Linked DNA regions of Sus scrofa: regions 2 and 3 are each linked to region 1. A link is a contact called in public Hi-C and promoter capture Hi-C data. All regions are on one chromosome and are shown on one strand. The core of a region is the stretch at or near the end of the contact, and the rest is flanking DNA. Distances in the headings are between cores, read along the strand shown.

Region 1 (2,700 bases), core at 51-2,550:
TTTACATCTGTTACTGATTCATCAAATCAACAAGACATTGATTGCAATTTACAAATGTGAACAATCAAGAATTTGAACTCAGGTCTAACATGAAGTCCCTGCTTTTTCCCGATGCAATGGAAGACACATTAATACGACCCTAAACTAAATGTGCCAAACATTCTGCAAAGTTTGATGTCAAATTCCTTTGATATTTCTATTATCTAAGCAACTGAAGGCAAATTTCATTCCCTTCAAGCTGCATCTACTTTCAGCAACGCTTGTTCAGATCCCTTCAGATTGACTTGTTGTGGTTAGGTAAGTCTAATTTTAAATTCCATCAGGTTAAGGAATTGATCATAAACTAGATCCCCAGCGTGGCTAGCTATACTGAGTTTAATCAATGAGTAAGTATAGGCACAGAATACACAGGCATAGCTTTGGAGCCTCAGGTACAGATACAGTGTTGGGAAAAGAGCACAGCATCTGTCCTTAAAACTATTACGTCATAGTACTGGAACAAAACACTGAACAACAAAAGTCTTCCCTTTCAGGAATGTCTCCGGTTTCTCCTTTCCAACCCTAACTCCCCCGAACTTGTCCAGCAGGACCCTGAAGAGTAGCCCATTGAAACATCAAGCCAATGGCTGGTTTCAGCCCCTGAAAGGATGTCGCCAGCCCTTGTTTTACCGCTCCCTCGCTTCCCTCCCCGCGCCTCGGCGTCCTCTCCCCCATCGCTGCAGAGCAGCCGCGGTCAAGTCCAGGCGTGCCTGGTCTCATCCCACCCGAACGCCCCTCCAGCGGTCCCATTTCAGGCCAGGATTTGGACAGAGGCCTTGGACTCAGGAGCTGCGGGGAAAGGTCCGCCCCAGGGAAGGAGGGTGGCCCCCAACAAAGGAACCTCTGGGCCCAATAATGAGACGATGAGAAAAAGGTTGCGCAGGGGTTTGCAGGGAGCCAGGCCCCAGTCGACCGGCAGATGCCCCGGCCGTAAGATGCTCTTCCCAAGTCCCCGAAGCGCCAGGCGGCATCCAGCCCGCCCCGCCCTCCAGGCCCTCGGCGATACCGAGGCCCCAACGCCAGCAGCCCGGGGTTAGGCCCTCCGCGGCCCACGACGGCCCTCACCTGCCGTTAGAGGCGCCGGCAGGGGGAGGGATCGGGAGGACGCCTCAGGCCGGGATACTTGGGTCGACTGGCACTAGCAGCCCCGCCCTCTCTGCCCACAGAGCGTGCGCCGAGGCGGGAGGCCCGCCCCGTCTCGCCCCCGTCGTCAGCCAATCCCCACTCAAGAAGTCACGCCTGCGCATTCGCTGCCCGACGCCCCAGTTGTCCAATCTCAAAGCCCCGGGATCCACCTTTTGCCATAACAAAAGGACACCGGCATCCAATCAGAATTGAGGAAGTTGTGGGCGGGTCCAGGAATCGCAACACCCAATGACAGTACAGGAGCTAAACTAAGCGTGTGAAAGCCAACCTGAGACAAGCCGCTCTTCAGTTTCAGCAGGACCCTGAAAATGAGGCCAGGAAGGGAGTGTGGCGAATTCTGTCAGCTGTCAGGCAGGAGGTTGGTAAAATCGAACACTGGGCAAGAGAGAAATCATTCAATATCAAGAAGAGGGCAAGTGTGAACATAAAGGGAAAAGTACTGAGGTTCTTCAATTCTAAAAGCAGACTTTTCCATATTTTTAAATTTCCCATTAAGTGCTCCCCTAATGGATTGTACCTCACAGCATCTTACCCAAACTGTTACAAAATTCACAGTGCGCCTGACCATTTATTCATATTTTAGGATTGAGAAAATATCATAGTACTATTTTGGTGTATAGCCCTTTTGATCACTTTATCCCATTTGATCCTCACCGCAACCCATAAAATGAAACTTAAGAGTAAATAAATGTCCTGCTCAAGGTATAGACACAGTGTGAAATGCTGTGTGCCAGGCTTTGTGATGTAATGTAATCTGGCTTTATACCATTCACAGATACCTGGCACTTGACACAAAGCAGCATCCTGCTTGTTTTTAATATTTGTTATTGTTTTTGCTTTGACACATTCTTCTGAGTTATAAAGGTGAGCCATGCGTCTTCCTATTTCTTGACTGACTTCTAGCACAGTTTGCTAAGATAGAGCCTTACCTCTTTTAAGAAATATATTTTAAAAATTCCATTCAGTGTTTGAAAACAGTTTGCTAAGATAGAGCCTTACTTCTTTTAAGGAATATATTTTAAAAATTCCTTCAGTGTTTGAAAACTGTGCCTTGACCAGAATTAAGATACACACCATGATGAAAATTTACACACCATGAGGAGAATGCAATGTAGGAGCTAATAAGTGGAAAATAAGATCCAACGTAAATCTAATAGGGACAAAATGAGAGAGAATGGGTGTGGGCAGTATTCAAAGAATAATAACAGAATTTTTCAGGGTTGTGAAATATTTGAATTAGATTCAAGAAGTACTTATTCTTGAGCAGGATTAAAATATGGAATTCCATACCTGCACACATTATGATGAAACTGCAGAATATCAAAGACTAAGAGAACCGTTAAAAAGAGAGGTTTTTTTTTTTTTTTTTTTCACTAGAAGAACAGGTTTGGGGTTTTTTTCCCGCTTTTAATTTTAAGTAGTGTAAAATATGCATAAAAGATTTATCATTTAAACCATTTTAAAGTATGCTGTTCAGTAGCGTTAAATATATTCTCCTTTTTGTGCAATCAGTCC
Region 2 (2,700 bases), core at 140-2,639, 2.1 Mb before region 1:
TATGGATGAGAGTATTAAGAATGTTCTCCCATTAAGATGTTTTCAGAGCAGGGAAGCAAACGCGGTGTGTACATGAGAGGCACATATTAAATTTCCAAGAGAGATTTTCTTGGGGTGGAAGGACCCTTACCTGTGGAAGAAATGCTTGCAAAAACTTCTTGCAGGGAAGGCAGCAGGGTGGAGGGCTCCCCCTTCCAGATATTCTGCAGCAAGTTACTCACTTTTGTCACCTGCGAGACATATTCCCGCAGCTCTTTCTCCTGGGTGGACACGCACTGGAAGTGGCCTATCGTTCGAACCAGCTGTTGACAAAAAGTGATGGACAACTTCCCCTTGGGGATGCACTGCACGAAGTCGCTCAGGAGGTCGCTGAGTCGGGCGCACAGGTGCGGCTCGGGCCTCTCACACACCATCCGATGCACCTCCACCTGCAGCAGGCTGAAGAGGTCCAGCACCGAGGGGCAGCTCATGATCAGTTTCAAGCCGTTGTGAATGTAGTCCAGGATGGCTACGTCCTTCCTGTCCAGCGAGTGGTAGCCCTGCTGAAGGAGGCCCAGCACGAAAGTCTTATTGAAGAAGGACTCGAATTCTGGCCGGTGGTACCGCGCGTAGGCCTCCAGCACTTGGTGGCCCACTTGCCGCTGAAAGGGGTCCTGGCCCTCCAAGATAAGCCGGGTCGTCAGGTCAAACATGGCCTCGCACTGCGCCTCGTCCAGCCAATTCTCCGCCGACTCCACCACCTTCCTCACAATCACCCGTTTTAGGGGCAGGGGGTGCGAAGAGCTCACCAGGCCCTCCAGGATCTTGTCCATTGTCGCCACGCTGCAAAGCCAGGGCCAGGTGGTAAGGAGCGGGCAGCCACAACCCCGAGGTGTGCCTGGAGAAACCCGGGACGGAGGTGAATTTGGAGAGCAGCAGCTGGACCGACCACCGCCACTGCCTGCTCAGTAGCCTCATTTATCGGGCAGAGAGGGCCATCCAAGCCCGGGCGGGAGTTGGCAAGCCTGGGGCGCGTAAGAACCGGCACCGTCAGCGGTGGGCCTAAGAAGCCAGAGGCCCACACTCCGCCGCTGCCCCGGGCCCGCGGTCCCCTTCAGCATCAGCGCGGAGAGGCCAGCGGGGCCCCCCGGAGGCGGCGGACGTTCAGGCCCCGGGGCTGAGAGCGGGAAGATGAGGAAGTGCGCCTCCGCGACCCGTGGCAGATGTGGGAGTCCGGACTCCAACAGGTCGCGGGATAAAACCCGCCCTGGGTAGAGTCAAGAGCTGCTGTCACGGAGGGTGCCGGATCTGCCGGGGAGAAGTGGAGGTGGACACCCTTGACCCGGATGCAGAAGTGCAGCAAACAGGAAGTGAAGGAAATCGGAACTTCGGAAAGGCCCGCCCCTCCGCCCCTCCGCCCCTCCGCCCCTCCGCCCCTCCGCCCCTCCGCCCTCCGCCCCTCCGCCCCTCCGCCCCTCCGCCCCTCCGCCCCTCCGCCCCTCCGCCCCTCCGCCCCACCCTTCACCCTCCTTCTCCGCCCCAGCTCGTTTACACACTCCCGGGCTGCGCTCGGGGGCCCGCCCCGCCCCTTCGGTGCTACGCAAGCGCGGCCGCCTCTCTTGGAGTCGCGCGGCGACGCCCCCATCGCAGGGGATCCTTTGTAAGTGGTAGGCGGCTTTTCTGGAGGAGCGGCCAAGGAGCGGAAGTGTTAGAAGTGGCTGCGATTCTAGGATTCCCACCTTCCGATCTCTGGATCTCTGTCCGTTCTGTCCCGGTCAGGTTGCTTGTGATAGGCTGATAAAAGTTTATTTATGTAAAATCTTGTTAATGAGAAAGTTTTGGAAGCAGGAGTAGAAAAGCATTTGGGGAGAAAGTAAGGAAAAGAACTCAGAATTCGGATTGAAGGCAAATCGTTTAAGGTCTTAGATCTTTCATCAGTAAATGAGCTAGGGTTCTTAAATGCCAGTGCTTTACTCTTACATTGTGGTAAGGGATGTGTTGGCGGCAGTATACATTTGGAAACAGTTGTCAATAGAGGTTTGCTTTAGCAAGCTTTTAGCAAATCTCTTTCTCTCTCTCTCTTTTTTTTATTTGTAGGGCTACACCCGTGGCATATGGAAGTTCCCAGTCTAGGCGTTGAGTTGGATCTGAGCTATGTCTGTGACTTACACCACAGCTCGCTGCAACGGGGTATCTTAACCCACTGAAGAGGCCAGGGATGGAACCTGCATCCTCATGGAGCCCAGTCGGGTTCAAAGGTTCTTTACCACTGAGCCAGATGGGGAACTCCAGCAAATCTCTTTTAAATGAGCTTTTATGGCATATGGAAAATTTGTAAGTTGTCCAGAAAATGGGTGTAGAGTAAGGTAAATGATAGGTGAGAAAGAACGAAAGAGTATTTTGAAAAATAAAATACAAGCTTAAATTTTCATAATGTTTATATGTATGCTAACACTGAAGATGGTTTATAATGAAGAACAGATGAAGTCATCCTCCTTGTAGTCTTTCAAGTTAAACTGCAAAGATTCACAGTAAGAATTTAGTCTTTAATCAGAGGCCTTTAATTTGGAAAATATTGCCTAATTATAGCCCTGTTAAGTCTTCACCAATGTAATTGTGAAATCATTAGTGGCCTGTGATACTGACAAACTTTAAAAAATGGTTCATTTAAAGTATCCAGTGGAAAAATGAACAAATTGTAAGCTATTTACTTTGCTAAAT
Region 3 (2,700 bases), core at 147-2,646, 2.3 Mb before region 1:
ATGCTCTTTTCTAATGCAGCTTCCCAGGTTCCCCTCCCGCTTCCCGCAACCACCCCGAGGGGAAGGCGGGAGGGAGCGCGGACCAAAGAGAAGACTGCTGAGTTCAACACCTTGGCGGTTTTCCCAGTGCGGGAAATTTACTACACAGCAGCCCCTAAGAATTCCATGCAGAAATCACGAAAAGAGAATGCCCTCCCCTCACCCCCGCTAAAATAATAAAAACACGCAGCGGGCGTTCAGCTGGCAACGCTGGGCCTTCCGATGAGCCGAAGTCTGCAATCTGGATGGAGGAAAGATCCCCGGCCAGGCGGAGGCCAGGCGGGAGCTTACAGCCCGGGTCCCAAGCCTGCCGGGGAAGGGGCCCAGGGGCAAGGGATGGGGACTGAGTGGAAGCAGCAACGCCCGCGCGAGCCGCCCCGGGATGGGAGCAGCGGCGGAGTTTTACTTACATAACGCTTCAACTTTTTCTCCGGGGGGGACTTGCGGAGCCATCCCGAGCAGACCACTTCGCCGCCGCTCATGGTGCGCGCTTCTCAGGCTCCGCGCCGGGCGCGCTCCCGACACCGTCGACGCCGGGCGGTCGCGCAAAGGCGGGGACCTTGCTCTACTGCGGCGCACCTCGGGTGGACGGGGTGGACCGGGCGGACGGGCTTCGCGGCGCGCAGGCTCAACGCGTCCGAACTTCTTCCCCGCAGGCAGGTCCTTGGACGTGAGTAGAATCGGGCTGCGCCGCCGAGGCCGACACCTCGGGGCTGGGACCGCGGCCGGGCCGAGGGCGCCCCGGCCTTCCTTCAGTGCGCCCGCCTGGCCGCCAGGCGTGCCGTTCTGCCGGCCGCCTCCGCCGCGCTTCGGCTCCACGGGACTCTGCCCCGGCGCGGAGCCCAAGCCTCGGCCCCCTGCGCTCCGCCCCCTCGGGACAGGACCTCCCAAAGCGCTCTCGAGACAGACACGACGCTGCACGCGCACACACACATACACACTCACACACTCACAAAGCCCCCGGGAGGCGCCCACTCTGGCTCGCCCGCTCTGGGTTTCGGGGCGCCCGGCGCGATCCTCTCCTTCCTCCTCCTCCTCGGGAGAGGGTGGGTCACTTCTCCGCGGCGCCCGGGCAGCGGGGAGGAAAGGGGAAGCCGCGAGGGTCCCGTGGGCACTGGGCGCGGGGCTGGTCCCGAGCCACGGAGGGAGCCGCCGGCTGGGCGTCGCTGGGCAGGGCGCAGGTCTAGCCGGAGGGTGGGTCCGCGCTCGCCGCCGCCGCCGCCGCGGGAGAAAGAAGGCGGAGAGACGAGGAGCTCCGCGGCTAGACTGGGGGGGACCGAGCCCACCGTCCGGTCCCCTCGCGCTCCTCCCGCGCCGCCTCCCCCACCCCGGGGCGTGCGGTAGGTTCCGAGCGGCCCGGCCCCCGGCCCAGATCCCTCCCTCTCTCGGCCTCCCGGCTCCCTCTTCCTCCCTTCCCTCCTCCCCTTCCCACGTTCGGCCGGCTCCGGTTTCTGCCTAGACTTTCTCTGAAACTCCGCCGGAGCGCTTCCAGCCAAAACAACAAGGGCCGGGGAGGAGGAGACGCACGGAGGGAGGGAGCGAGAGAGGGAGGGAGCCGGAGTCCGAGAGGCACCCTGGGATCTGTAGTTCGGGAAGCTGGAGAGGGGTCCTTGGCCGCCTGGCTGCATTGGCGCCGGGAGCCCCCCGCGGGGTCCTCGCTGGGAATAGCGGCCAGGCCTCGGAGAGAGTAGCGCTCCGGGGCTCGGTCTGCTGAAGGAGTGAGGAACGTTTGAATGTTCGGTCTGGGGATTGCCATGTTGGCTCAGCCGAGTGTCAGTTTGGAGTTTGTTCGGTTTGTTTAATCAGGGGTTTGGGCGGGGGGTGAGGGGGCCTCTACTTGACGGCCGGAGGGAGACCGCGCGCCCTGAGAGTCCTCGACCCCTGTGCCCCGGCCCTCGAGGTTGAAGGTCAGACACCAGGAGAACAAGGGCGCAGGGGATCGCGCTAAGGCACCCAGTCTGGAGAGGAGATCAGAAGGGGACCCTTTCGGGCCGCTGTGGGCTGGACCTTGGAGCAGCCTTGCCTGAGTAATGGGAGTTCTTACTGGGACCAAAGATTTGGTTGAATCTCTCTCTGGGACATTTTGAAGTCACTCTCCCTCCACTTGTAGCCAGTTTCTTCCACTTGACTTTGGATTTGTTTAAAATCTACCCTTGGGATGTTGAACCAGAAAAGGGAAACTTTACTAGACGTCTTAGCTCTATTTGCTTGCGTGTGTGTATTGCAATTATGATACCTGGTCCTGAGTTTGACACGATCCTGTAATAGAAATATAAATTTATTTGTGAAAAACAAAGCCCCCAAACAAATTTTAGAAGGTAATATAAATAAATGAGATAAAAGTGCTAAAAATAGTAGATGAGTGAACATTTCTGGAAAAACCTAACCTCAGGCACTTGCTTATTAATAACAGTACTGGCATTCAAAAGTTTCTCTTGAGTTTGAAAAGGTTTACCATTATAGCAGGAAAATAGGTGCTGGGTGGTGACAAAGTTCCCTGCACTCATGGAGGTGACATTTCTGTGGTGGCAGAGGATAAACAGGGGTCAGCACAAGTACAAATTGTGATAAATGTTGTGCCCTGGGGAAAATAAACACGGTAAATTGGAAGAATAACCAGATGGGACTAGGTCAGATAGAATGAGAGAAGTCTTCCTTGAA

Evidence for each region. Promoter capture Hi-C pulls out the DNA fragments that hold promoters and counts their contacts. A called contact is a pair of places that touch in the nucleus more often than the background predicts.
Region 2: a Hi-C map of liver shows a contact between it and region 1, with 9 times the contacts expected there. The contact joins the promoter of USP38 here to the promoter of SCOC in region 1. A contact is called at or near these places in 1 of 5 promoter capture datasets (liver) and 2 of 47 Hi-C or Micro-C datasets (heart right ventricle and liver).
Region 3: a promoter capture Hi-C map of liver shows a contact between it and region 1, with 7 times the contacts expected there. The contact joins the promoter of GAB1 here to the promoter of SCOC in region 1. A contact is called at or near these places in 1 of 5 promoter capture datasets (liver) and 1 of 47 Hi-C or Micro-C datasets (heart right ventricle).

Annotation. Positions count from the first base shown.
Region 1 is chr8:86,689,391-86,692,090 of Sscrofa11.1, forward strand. SCOC (short coiled-coil protein) reads right to left here and starts at 1,301. Exons shown (of 5, transcript XM_003357017.4): 1 at 1,245-1,301; 2 at 1,105-1,243. The coding sequence starts at 1,286. It overlaps LOC110262150 (a long non-coding RNA gene), which reads right to left and starts at 1,100. Exons shown (of 2, transcript XR_002346763.1): 1 at 1,046-1,100. LOC110262151 (a long non-coding RNA gene) reads left to right here and starts at 1,339. Exons shown (of 4, transcript XR_002346765.1): 1 at 1,339-1,543.
Region 2 is chr8:84,599,655-84,602,354 of Sscrofa11.1, forward strand. It overlaps USP38 (ubiquitin carboxyl-terminal hydrolase 38), which reads right to left and starts at 1,390. Exons shown (of 10, transcript XM_021100666.1): 1 at 131-1,390. The coding sequence starts at 812.
Region 3 is chr8:84,390,115-84,392,814 of Sscrofa11.1, forward strand. It overlaps GAB1 (GRB2-associated-binding protein 1), which reads right to left and starts at 1,397. Exons shown (of 12, transcript XM_003129177.6): 1 at 450-1,397. The coding sequence starts at 521.